Linked DNA regions of Mus musculus: regions 2 and 3 are each linked to region 1. The links are chromatin contacts, called in public HiChIP or PLAC-seq and Micro-C maps. All regions are on one chromosome and are shown on one strand. Each heading gives the region's core, a stretch centred on a gene start, on an enhancer-like site or on the middle of the called end of the contact. The rest is flanking DNA. Distances are from core to core; before and after follow the strand shown. Region 1 holds the start of Rspry1 (ring finger and SPRY domain containing 1). Region 2 overlaps Nup93 (nucleoporin 93). Region 3 holds the start of Slc12a3 (solute carrier family 12, member 3).

The links. A called contact is a pair of places that touch in the nucleus more often than the background predicts. HiChIP or PLAC-seq counts read pairs in DNA pulled down with a chosen protein or histone mark.
Region 2: a contact with region 1 is called in an H3K4me3 HiChIP or PLAC-seq map of the 230-238 cell line, with 6 times the contacts expected there. The contact joins the enhancer-like site here to the promoter of Rspry1 in region 1. A contact is called at or near these places in 1 of 39 promoter capture datasets (macrophages), 8 of 115 datasets of contacts at active chromatin or transcription factors (the 230-238 cell line, bone marrow-derived dendritic cells, bone marrow-derived macrophages and 3 more) and 2 of 9 other capture datasets (adipose tissue and liver).
Region 3: a Micro-C map of the HL-1 cell line shows a contact between it and region 1, with 4 times the contacts expected there. The contact joins the promoter of Slc12a3 here to the promoter of Rspry1 in region 1. A contact is called at or near these places in 14 of 39 promoter capture datasets (the C10 cell line, the HPC-7 cell line, HPC-7-derived erythroid cells and 11 more), 2 of 15 datasets of contacts at CTCF or cohesin (large pre-B cells and pro-B cells), 20 of 484 Hi-C or Micro-C datasets (the 3T3-L1 cell line, the 63-12 cell line, the AML12 cell line and 14 more), 26 of 115 datasets of contacts at active chromatin or transcription factors (DN3 thymocytes, the NIH/3T3 cell line, the SCID.adh cell line and 16 more) and 4 of 9 other capture datasets (adipose tissue, embryonic stem cells, liver and 1 more).

Annotation. Positions count from the first base shown.
Region 1 is chr8:94,600,387-94,603,966 of GRCm38.p6, forward strand. Rspry1 (ring finger and SPRY domain containing 1) reads left to right here and starts at 1,555. Exons shown (of 15, transcript NM_026274.4): 1 at 1,555-2,044. It overlaps Psme3ip1 (proteasome activator subunit 3 interacting protein 1), which reads right to left and starts at 1,340. Exons shown (of 8, transcript NM_028221.4): 1 at 1,111-1,340. It overlaps LOC115486880, which reads right to left and starts at 2,505. Exons shown (of 2, transcript XM_030243886.1): 1 at 2,427-2,505; 2 at 1,230-2,259. The coding sequence starts at 2,505. The coding sequence ends at 1,550.
Region 2 is chr8:94,298,985-94,302,564 of GRCm38.p6, forward strand. Nup93 (nucleoporin 93) reads left to right here. Exons shown (of 22, transcript NM_001357266.1): 9 at 1,776-1,908; 10 at 3,084-3,241. Among named protein-coding and RNA genes, the nearest start is that of Mir138-2, 24 kb to the right of the region's middle. Within about 2 kb of position 2,012, at least 13 of the 459 cell types and tissues checked have an H3K27ac peak or open chromatin away from gene starts, as enhancers often do. A contact at or near this core is called in the 230-238 cell line and pro-B cells, where this site is marked.
Region 3 is chr8:94,327,670-94,331,249 of GRCm38.p6, forward strand. It overlaps Slc12a3 (solute carrier family 12, member 3), which reads left to right and starts at 1,539. Exons shown (of 25, transcript NM_001205311.1): 1 at 1,539-1,844; 2 at 2,708-2,854. The coding sequence starts at 1,569. It also overlaps a transcript of Nup93 not described here.

The DNA.
Region 1 (3,580 bases), core at 305-2,804:
ATCCGACTTTCAGACCCTTACATATTATTCATAGCTCATCTTAGGCTCCAACTGAAACACAGGAGCTGCCTTTATTTCAACTCAGCTCCTTCTGTCATAGAAAGTTCTACAGATTCCTTTCAAATATCTCAGAAGCAGTACCCGCCAAACCATTTTGCTTGGTAGTTTATACTCTGCTTTGTTTTCTGGCAGTCTTGCTAAGGAAGCCAGGCCTGTCTCCAACTGACAGTCCCCCACACCCACACACAGCCTCGTGGTCCTAGGATTACAGGTACAAGCCACTACACGGAGCTCCTCCAAACCATTTTTATGATGTCTCTGGGGACACTTCAATAAATCAATTCACTTAACCAACGAAACTTGCTACACAGGTTGACAAGTCGCTGCAAATCCTACAGAGGTTCATATTAGACTTTGTGGGGTCCACTCTAGACTTAAACAATCAGACTGACCCAAGGGTGCAGCACAGGGTTTGCATTTTAAAACCAAGGGCCACAGACCTTGTGTTCCCCCAAGAAGCCATTTCCATGACCAATAGTTCTCCCTTTCCCTCTGCGTGGACTGGCATTCCAAGGGCACCAACTCTCAAAGAAGACATTTCAACGACCGGTTGTGTTCTAATAAAATAAGCACACAGCCTTGTTTCCTACTAGAAGAGAATGAGCGAGGCGCTGCAACGGGGAAATTTATTATGTACCCATCCTGCAACTACACACTTCGGGATTCAACGATGCTCAAGTCGGCATTCCACGTTTTCTAAGGAGCGAGGAGCTGCTCCGAATGGAACCGAGGCAGCAGCTCACTTTAGGCCTGATGGCTCCAGCTAACCGCAAAGTGCTGAAAGAAGACAAGGGGCCCGGCAGCTCGGGCGCGTAAGAAAGAGTCGGAACCTCCCACCACGACCGCCACGCCGTCCCGCAGACTCCCGCGGCTCCGCTCCGGAGTGGGCACCGCAAACTCCCAAGCCGGGCGACTCAGGACACCGCACTAGAAAGGACCGCGGGCTGGAGACAAACCTGGGCTCTAATCCTAACTCTGGCTTGGAGTTCACCCTCTCCACGGCCGAGAAGCCTGGTTTCGCCTCCCGGCGCGGACCCAGGCCGCACTCACCTACGAGAGCGCGGGAGGCGAGCCGCCCTCACCTCCGCGGCGCCTACCGTAAACCGTCGCCGCCAAGGCCACTCTCGCTCTTAAAAAACTAGAAAAGAAACCAAGAAAAGAACGACGGCTTAAAGGAAGAAAACACACTTCGCTATTGTATTCCTTTTGACCCTTCGGGGCTTCCTGTTCCTTACAGCCACAACACATTTCCACCCCGCTTCCGGCGGCATAGTCCAATCAACAGCTCTCTCCCTCCCCGAGCGCCTCGTGGAAATCCGGTGCTCCAAGACCGTATGGAGCGATCTGATTGGGTCGTTCGCCCTTCGGCAAGGGGATTAGCTGGTTCATTCCAGGCTGGCGGGCCGACCCGCGAGATCACGTGACACAAATCTTGACTGATGATTGGCTGTCTGAGAGAGAGGGCTTGCCACTGAGGAAGGGGCGTTTCCTAGGGGACTGAGGGAGGGCCCGGGCGGTGTGAAGCGGGGGTGGGCCCCTGCGCGTAATGGCAGTGCCGTGTCCCCGCGTCCATCTTTACCGCTCTCTTGGACCTGTCACAAAGGAGTCGCGCCGCTGTCGCTGTCCCCTCCCTCCGGTGGGCCCAGGAGCTAGTGCAAGTCAGTGCCACAGCCCGACCGCGCTGCTCTGGGAAGCCCCTTGGGGACGTGGCCGGGGAGGGAGCTTGAGGGCTAGCGACGCCTGTGAAGGAAGGGGACAGCCGCTGAAGCCTGGGTCGGAGAGACTGGACTGGGGCCGTGGCCGTCTCCGGGCAGGGGTCTTGGAGAGGGTGGCGTTGGTCAGAGCCTGGGAAGCAGCCGGCACACTCTCCTCCGAGGCCCGCGCTGGAGGCGCCTGAAAGCGGTTCCTGGAAGAGGGTGTTCCCCTTTAGGGGATCTTGACTGAAGGAGGTCCTGGGGTCACCCTCCCGAGGAGACTGGCTAAGGTGAGAAGCAGGTACCTCCTGGGGAGGCTCCGGACGCGGAGAGACCCTCGTTCGGGCTCCTCGGAACCGAAGGGGCCGAGGGGCGCACGTCGTGGGCAGGGATTCCTTCTGGGGAGTTTTGCGTTGCAGTGGGAAGCCGACTTCCCCTGGGATGGTCTGGTGTTGCCTTGGGGTGGAGAGTTCGACGTGAAGCGAGGCTGGGGAGAGTTCTTCGCCTTAGAGAGAGGCTGGAGGCGGGAGCCAGACCTAGCGGATTCTCCTACTCTCCAGGCCTGAGCTAAATATTAAGTAAAAAACCCTTGGGGAGGGCAGTCCTTTCCGTTGGAAAGCCCTAGATCGGGATGGTAAGCGGAAACGGGGATAGTCGGGGTTCTTCCCTCACTCTGGAGTCTGACTAGGTGTCCCAGAGTAAGGATTCTGCTGCCTCTGGCCTTCGCGCCAGAGTGGGACAGGGGAGTCATCCCACCAGCAGCACCCCCAAGCGAGCCTCCAAATTTGGCATTACTTCCTGCCGGGCCCGCTGTCTGCCTCACTTTCCCTGTTCTTACAGAGGGAGACCTAGTTAGAGCTACTGGGCTGAAACTCTTGAGATTCTGTCTTGCGCAGATGTCCGAGTAAGGTTTCGTCCCCTGGAGTGATGTACTTTGAACTTTTTTAAAGTTGGCAGTGTCTGTTACCGTCTGAGTAGAGTCGTGCAGTCTCCCAGGCTCCTCACTTAACCCATCTGCTTGTCCTTCCTTAGTTGAAGTGACTTGACATCTTAGAGTTTCTTCTGTAAAATAATCAACGCTGTGTGTGTGGAAGTAAGGTAGTGTAATGTATTGTTGTTGAGGAACAATGTGTTTTCTAATCTGGAAAATTGTTGATGTAAGAGACTAGCATAAATACTGGTCTTGATTACCTATAGAGCTCTGAGAACCATGTATCACTGAGTGAAATGTTAGTCTAAACCCTGCCTGCTTCCTAGACATGAAGAGGTTTCCAGCTTTTGTTTAGAGAGTTTTAATTTACTTTCCACTTCTAATAGTGCTGGGAGGAATTAGCATTTCCTTTGAGTAGTTTTTCTTTTAAGTAGTTTGTTCTAAATATTGTAGGCTCACTTTTTCTTGTATCTGTTCTTTGGCCTTTGAATGGCTACAGGTAGTGAAGACTAGGCAGCATCCCTCACCACTTGTAATTTGTAAATGAGCCTGTAGTTTTGTTTTGTTTTTCTTTCCATGAATTCTGCCTTGTGGTACCTCCAGAGTAATAGCTTACAAGGCACTTTTCAGTTTTCATTTTATGTAGAGTCTGCATTTCTTGAGACGATAACTTGCTGTGTAGACCCCTGTCATTACAAGACTACAGTATTAAAATAGTTACCTCTGTCAGTATGTGACACTTCAATAACTTTAGGTTAGTGGCACTTGTTAGAGTTGCATTGTTAGAGCTGATGTCCCAAAATTTTAGGGATTTCCTTGTGGGTTTTTGTTGTTGTTGTTTTGAACTAGGGTTTTTGTTATTGTCTTTTTAAAGTAGGCAAGTAGGCTTATTTGT
Region 2 (3,580 bases), core at 762-3,261, 300 kb before region 1:
TGCTGAAAAGAAGACCTGCAGAAGAGAGGTCCCCATCCCTCACACCTAGAGACTCCTTTTGCCTCCTCATAGTGTCCTCCTCTTCCTTCTTTAGTCATGAGTATTTAGTTTAGTTTTATTTTTTGTAGTTATGATCTAGATATATATGATACATAATTTTGCATAGTTCACTTTTAATTCTTAAACACCATTATTACTAATGCATCAAATTTTACGATTTGTTCTCTGAAATTGGTCTTTGGGTTTATTCCCCGTCTTTCCCCCTCTCTCACCTCACTGCTCACAGCATCTAACTGGACATTGCACATCTTTGTGCTCATGGGTTATCTGACCTTTTGAGGCAGTCAGAACATGTTTTTAAAGTTCTGATTATAGTGTGGTCTAATAATGGAGTAGAAACACTTATAAAGAGGCATGGTACAAAGTAGGGAAATGACGCGGGAATTGATAGCATTCTGTAGTCCCCACTGTAATAATGGTTCAGCATAGACTGCCACTGGGAGCTAACAGTATTAGGTAAGATAAAACATTGACAGAGAACAGAGTAGCCACACAGACACAGGTTTTTTCTTGAGTACTAAGAGAAGAGTCTTATGTTATAGTGCACTGTTAGAAAGATCTGGTCAGTGCTTGGTAGCCAAGAGATATAGTAGCTGCCAGTGGCAGACTCTCATTGTAAAACTGTCATTGTGTACAAAGACTTAGTTACTGGGTTACAAAATCTTAAGTCTGAGCCTAGTCACATAGAAATGATGTAGCTTGTGAGGCATTCTGTCAGACAACTTTTCTTGGTTGTCTAAAGAGGTGGGTATCAGGAAAGACAGAAGGTGGGAGAACTCCCTGGACTAAAGAGGAATGAAAGTGGGTGCCAGTTAAGCAAAGAGCCTTGGATTTTATAAGTTGAGTCTGGGATTTAGAAGGAAAACAATCTATTGGGTGCTATAGTTCATGTCTGTAGTTCTAGCACTTGGGAAGCTGAGGCAGAAGGATCACTATAAATACAAAGTATCCCCGTCCCCTTCCCCCCACACCTTCAGTTTCAGAACTGCTAGGACCACAGAGTAAGACCCTGTCTCAAACAAACAGAACTGGGGACGGGTGAATTGTGAATATGAGCATAGGAATCAGGTCAAATCCATTATTAAAAACTTGACAGTGGCTTGTGCTTTAGATAGTAGTTTGTTAATACTCAATTTCTGGGTGTCATAATGGCATTTGGGTTAGGTAGGAAAATATCCTGGCTCTTAGGAGGTACATGGCTGAAATGTTGGTAGGTCAGGTAACATACTTACCTTTTAACAACATTTGTAAATGCTTCTGGGAATAAACAGAATCCTGTTCCTATGTATGTTTGGGTGTGGGATAGGAAGGGTAGAGCTAGGAAATGCGTACAGATGTTAGAACCTGGTAATCTAGGTAAAGGGTAGGATGGAATTCACTGGACAATTCTGACTTTTCATGGAATTGATTTCGAATTCTTTAAAATAAGTTTTGTTTTTCAAAAGCAAACCCATTAGAGCAGTAGGCTCCACTCTTGAAGTATTGGAAATCCTCAGCTGTATTCCTAGGAATTATCTGGGGTACCTGTAGTAAAAATCTATACAATGATAAGAGTGGAATTTGCTTCATTGCATAGGTGTTTCCTTTTCTGTATGAAATTTAAAGTCAGCCCTTGCCTGTAGAACTCAGAGTCATGTGTTCTGAACATGGAGATGGATGTGTGTAGTACATGTTGTCAACCTTGACCATTTTTTTTCTTTTAAAAATGTTTCTAGTTATAAGAATTACACCCTTGTGACTGTCTTCGGAAATCTGCATCAGGCACAGCTGGGCGGTGTGCCTGGGACTTACCAGCTGGTTCGGAGTTTCCTAAACATTAAACTGCCAGCTCCTTCACCAGGACTTCAGGTACCTCTGCAGGGCCAGACACATTCCAGAGCCACTAGTTGATCTTAGGCATTCTTAGTTGAAGGGAGTTCTGTGTGGTAAAGAGGCTGGGTCGTGCTGTTTCCTGGGGGCCCTTTCAAAACCAGTCATGCAAAAATCCTGAGTAGAGGCAGGAGATGTGCCAACACCATGTCTCAGATGAGTTTTCAAAGTTAAGCTTTAAGTGCTCTCTCAGACACTTACATGTGGGTGTAAGACACGAAGTGAGGAATATGTCAGAAGTTTAAAGCAAACCAGCTGAAAGAGTGGCATTGAGTGTGATTTAGTCCCTCTGCCTGCTTGTCTTGCAGGTGGGGGTTATTTTACAGTGTCTGATAGAATGTACAAGCTAAGCTGGAGCTTTGTGCCTAAAGATGCTAGCTTCATAAAAGGTCAAACTTAACTCTTAAAGAGCAGGGGCTCACCCTCAGTGGGCCTCTGGAAGGCTGTTCCAGGCGGGGAGAACAGTGTGGACAAACAAGAGAGAAAGCAGAGTATCTGGAGTGGTAGGGCATGTGGCAGGGCTTAGCAAGCTTTGGGTTAGCTGGTAAAGGAAGGCATTGAGTCCCAAAGCTGAGCATGTGGCCTTGCATAGCTTAACCGTGTTGAAGAGGGCACGTGATGCCAAGATGAAGCTTCTGCTACAGAAGGGCGGGGAGTGCCAAGAGTTCCGAAAGAACTGACAACGAACAGTACAAGGCCAGGCCTGCTCCACGGACAAGCGAAAAGTGGGTGGGTGGTCACATCGTTGGGAGTGGGAGACAGTCACCTCGCAGCTCTTGATATCCAGACAGTTAAACATTTGGAGGGATAAGTCATGTTCAGTTTTATAAGCTCAAGTGGATGAATTGCTCTCATTAGTCAGTGACATCTTTAGCCTTTATTTTGTCAAAATCAAAGAAGGTGATCCCATTGTTGCTGGCTAGGAGAAAAAGCATAGGTGGGCTCTGTTGGCATCACAGTACCTCCAGATCCATCGCACACTGCCACTCCCAGTTTTCCCTGGACAACTCAATGTGTTTTCGAAACACAGGGAATAGGATACAATCAGTGGCTCTTAGCCCATGGGGTTATGGTGGGAACTGCGTACCTTAGCTGGGTGTCTCACATCACAAAGTGTTTGTTAGCTTTTGTTTGACTGTGCCTTTGTCTTGTAGGATGGAGAGGTAGAAGGCCATCCTGTCTGGGCATTAATTTATTACTGCATGCGCTGTGGAGACCTGCTTGCCGCATCACAAGTCGTCAGTCGAGCCCAGCACCAGCTTGGGGAATTTAAAACTTGGTTCCAGGAGTACATGAACAGCAAGGATAGAAGGTACCATGAGCACTGTGCTTTGCTGCAGATATAGACTGCATTTAGTGAGTTTCCTGTCAGTGGAGGACTGCATGGAACAGACTCTAGGTTAAGACTGATTGCTTCATAAAACATAACTTTTTGTCCAAGAGTGTTGGTGTGTGCCTGTAATCCCAGCAGACAGGAATCTGAGACATCAGGTTGTGAGTTCAAGATGTTTTGTCTCCAGAAAACTAACTAAATAATAACTGAAATAAAATGAGTCTTTTTGTGTTAGTTACTTTGTTAAATACAAATATTCTTTGTTCAGTCATGTGGATGTGTATGCTATTTGCTGTATGCCTTATGACTCAAGTTAGA
Region 3 (3,580 bases), core at 289-2,788, 270 kb before region 1:
AAACTGTGACGGAGTTAGAACTAGGAATACATCAGCTTTTTGTCCCCTTTCTGTGTCCTGCTCTTTGTGCCATCCTTCCTCATTCCTTTATATTCAGCCTTTCTTATGCTCTTTCTTCATGTTATACTGTACCCACGGGTACTTTTGTTTTTATGCATACATATATTTTTGGCTAGATTCCACAGGAGGGAGAGTGTGTGGTTTATTTCTGAAGTTGTATGATCTCACCTAATATTCATACTGAGACTGTCCATTTTCCCGAAAACATTTTAACTTGATAGCCAAGTAGCATGCATATATATAATTTATACTTATATAACTTATGTATACATGGTTTATACATATACATAGTTTTTTTTACCCATTCATTTGTTGATTGTCAAGGTCGATTCCAAATCTTTGTTATAGTCAATAAAGCAGCAAGAAGCATGTACCGTCGTCTCCTATTCTTGTAAGGGGCTGGGTCACCTCACTGGGAAGTAACTGAGAGCAAATTCAGGACATGTGTCTGGGAGGGCAGAGGGAGCGGGCTTTAGGGTAGCCCTAAGCCTCAGATGATTCAGGGAAACACTGGGTGGTTCCAGAGACAGGGCAGGATGCCAGGCTTTTGTGCCCCACAGCCATGGATTACTGAACGCCCAGCCTCTTAGGGAAAGATAGTTATGGGTGGGGCCATTAATGTAAGGGCTGACTCTGGGACCCCTCACAGCTACAAGTCCATTGCTTTCTTAGGACACATCCAACATCCACTAGTTCATCATCAAGACCCAGAGTGTCTTTCATACCCCAGGGCAATGCCCCTGCAATGGCTTAGGAGCCTTTGCTGACCAGATCTCCTACTTCATGGGAACAATGCATGGCTCCAGGGAGGGAAAGACCAGTTGCTCTGGGCTCCAAACTACAGCCCCGTAGGCCAGCCTGTGAATGTGTAGGTCAGGCTGCACTGTGCCTGTTTACCCTAGAGGCCAGTGGCCAGCACCAAGCTCTCAAGGTTTGTCAGTCAAGAGGTGGCTGCAGGTCTGGCTTGAGGCCACTAATCACAATGGCTTATGTATATTGAAATGTATCAGGAAAGACGCTGAGACTGTGAGGGATGGAGATCGGAAGGCAGACTTCCTTTTTTTTTATATGCATGTCCTAAGATGACATCCATTCAAACTAGTAAATAAAATGAAAGAAATACATTGTGCCCAACACGAGGACTGTTAACCTGCAGTGTAGGTAGGCACCTTGCAGCAGGCCTTCTCTGGGTCCTCTCTCATGTCTGCTGCTTCCTGGGTCCTAGCTGCAGAACCTCTGCTACCCTAGGCTTAGAAGGGCTACTGCAGGACTCAGGGATGTGGCCCTGGCTCTAGCCCAGCCCTCCTGCTCCAAATTGGCCCCTGTGTCAATGATCAGATAAATGGGGGCAGGACAGCAGTTGCTATGGCTCCGCCCCCCACCCTGGCAGAGACCCTGCTCACTTGCCATGGGCGGTCTGGACCAAGCTCCCGCCTCCTCCCAGCCTATAAAGCCACCCTCAGTGCCCTTGCCCACTCTTGTCCCCTCCTTTGATACCCAGAGCCATAATGGCAGAGCTCCCCGTGACAGAGCTGCCTGGCGATGCTCTGTGCAGTGGGCGCTTCACCATCAGCACACTGATGGGAGGCGATGAGCCCCCACCAGCTGCCTGTGACAGCAGCCAGCCCAGCCACTTAACACACGGCAGCACCTTATACATGCGCACCTTCGGTTACAACACCATAGACGTGGTGCCGGCCTACGAACACTATGCTAACAGCGCTCTGCCCGGTGAGCCCCGGAAGGTGCGGCCCACCCTGGCTGACCTGCATTCATTCCTCAAGGTAAGCAGAAGTTCAAAGACTGGCCGCTTCCTGGCTGGGTAACGTTGGCATGATTGCCCAACATGTTCTGTCATTCGTGTTGTGAAAATGACTGGGCATCTTCCTCTAGGGTCAAGACACCCAAATGAATAGTGGACAGAGGTGCCATGAAGCTTGGGGGCACAAGTAATACATATTGTCCAGGCACCGGCAGCACAATGATAGCATAGCCTGCTGCTTATACAAATGCAGGTTGCACACCGCTGGGAGAGACTGTGAGAGGGAGGGAGGGAGCATGGTGAGCCCTCTCAAATATTAGCTCATCGGCTTCGCTGTCTGGGAGGCTGGAGGGTCCAATCCCTGTCACCTCACGGTTTCACCAACAGTTGGATGTTCTAACCTCTAACACTCTTCCGTGTTTCAAAGCTTCCCTCTGAAGGGACCAAACAAGACCCCTTGTTTGAATAGGGATGCTGAGATAGGTACTGGGATGAAGGTCCCAGAGTAGGCTGCGGTTGGTAGGAATACGAAATAGAAGATGACCATGCTGGAGTCCAGGCCTGGGTTCAAGACTCTCTGTGTCAGAGACCTGGTGTGTGGCGTGTGACATACTGCTTCACCTCCCATCCCGTGTCACTTCTCAGACTGCAGGCTTGTCAGACTCCAGCCCTCTGCCCTAGAGGGGAGGAGCCTCCCGGAGCAGAAGCATTCTGAATGCTCAGCTTGCTTGCTCTCTCTGGTGTTTCTCCAAGCTTCGAGTAGCATTGTACCCAGGAAGCTGTCCAAGGGCTGCCTGTGTGGCAAAGTGGGGCAGGCAAGACTGAATACAGACACCCAGCCCCTAACCCCCATTGCCTGACTCCTATTGGTCTCTGGGCCCCCAGCAGGAAGGTAGCCACCTGCATGCCCTGGCCTTTGATGGACGGCAAGGTCGTGAGCTGACTGATGGACTTGTGGAAGATGAGACAGGCACCAACAGTGAGAAGAGCCCTGGAGAACCTGTTCGCTTCGGCTGGGTCAAGGGGGTGATGGTGAGTGGCTGTGGCCCGGAGCTTGATGTCTAGACAGGGTGGGGGTAGAGCCCCATTCAGCCTCAGCTTTGACTCTCAGGCCCTAGTGAGCAGTTTAGACCTGGAGCTCAGTTTGGGCCTCAGTTTCCCCATCAGCAGTGGCCTCCAATTAATTGTATTTGGCTTCCCACAGTTCTTGGGCGCTCTTGGCCAAGACCCAATCCTAAGAAGATCTCTGCTTAGCTACTCACTAGTGTTGTAGCCTTAGGAAAGTTACTTAGCTACTCCTGCCTCAGTTTCCTCACCCGTAAAACTGAGCATTAAAATAGTTGTTAGGTGTGAGAGTTCTTGGATCAATGCCTGCTAGGGGGTTATTAGAAGAAATTCCCCACATGGCCACTAGAGGGCAGCACTAACATACACATCGACAATCCCTCCTCTCCCATCGCATACCATGGTACAGCCTAGTGTTAGCTGTAGTATGAAGCATAAGTAACCCTTCAGGAAGTAAAGACTCAATGCCCTTGACTTTGAAAGACAATATAGGGTTCTACAAAGATGTGGGGATGGGGTACAGGAGAAAGCAGAACCAGAGCCTTCACCCCCTCCCCGGGGGCTCCACATTCAGAGTTGGGACACCCCCCTGATCTGTGTTAGCCAGAACCAGGCACACCCTGATTTTCATCTCAGCAGATGTGAGCCCCAGAAATCTCATGAGTGTGAAGGTCACACGTCCCTACCTGGCCC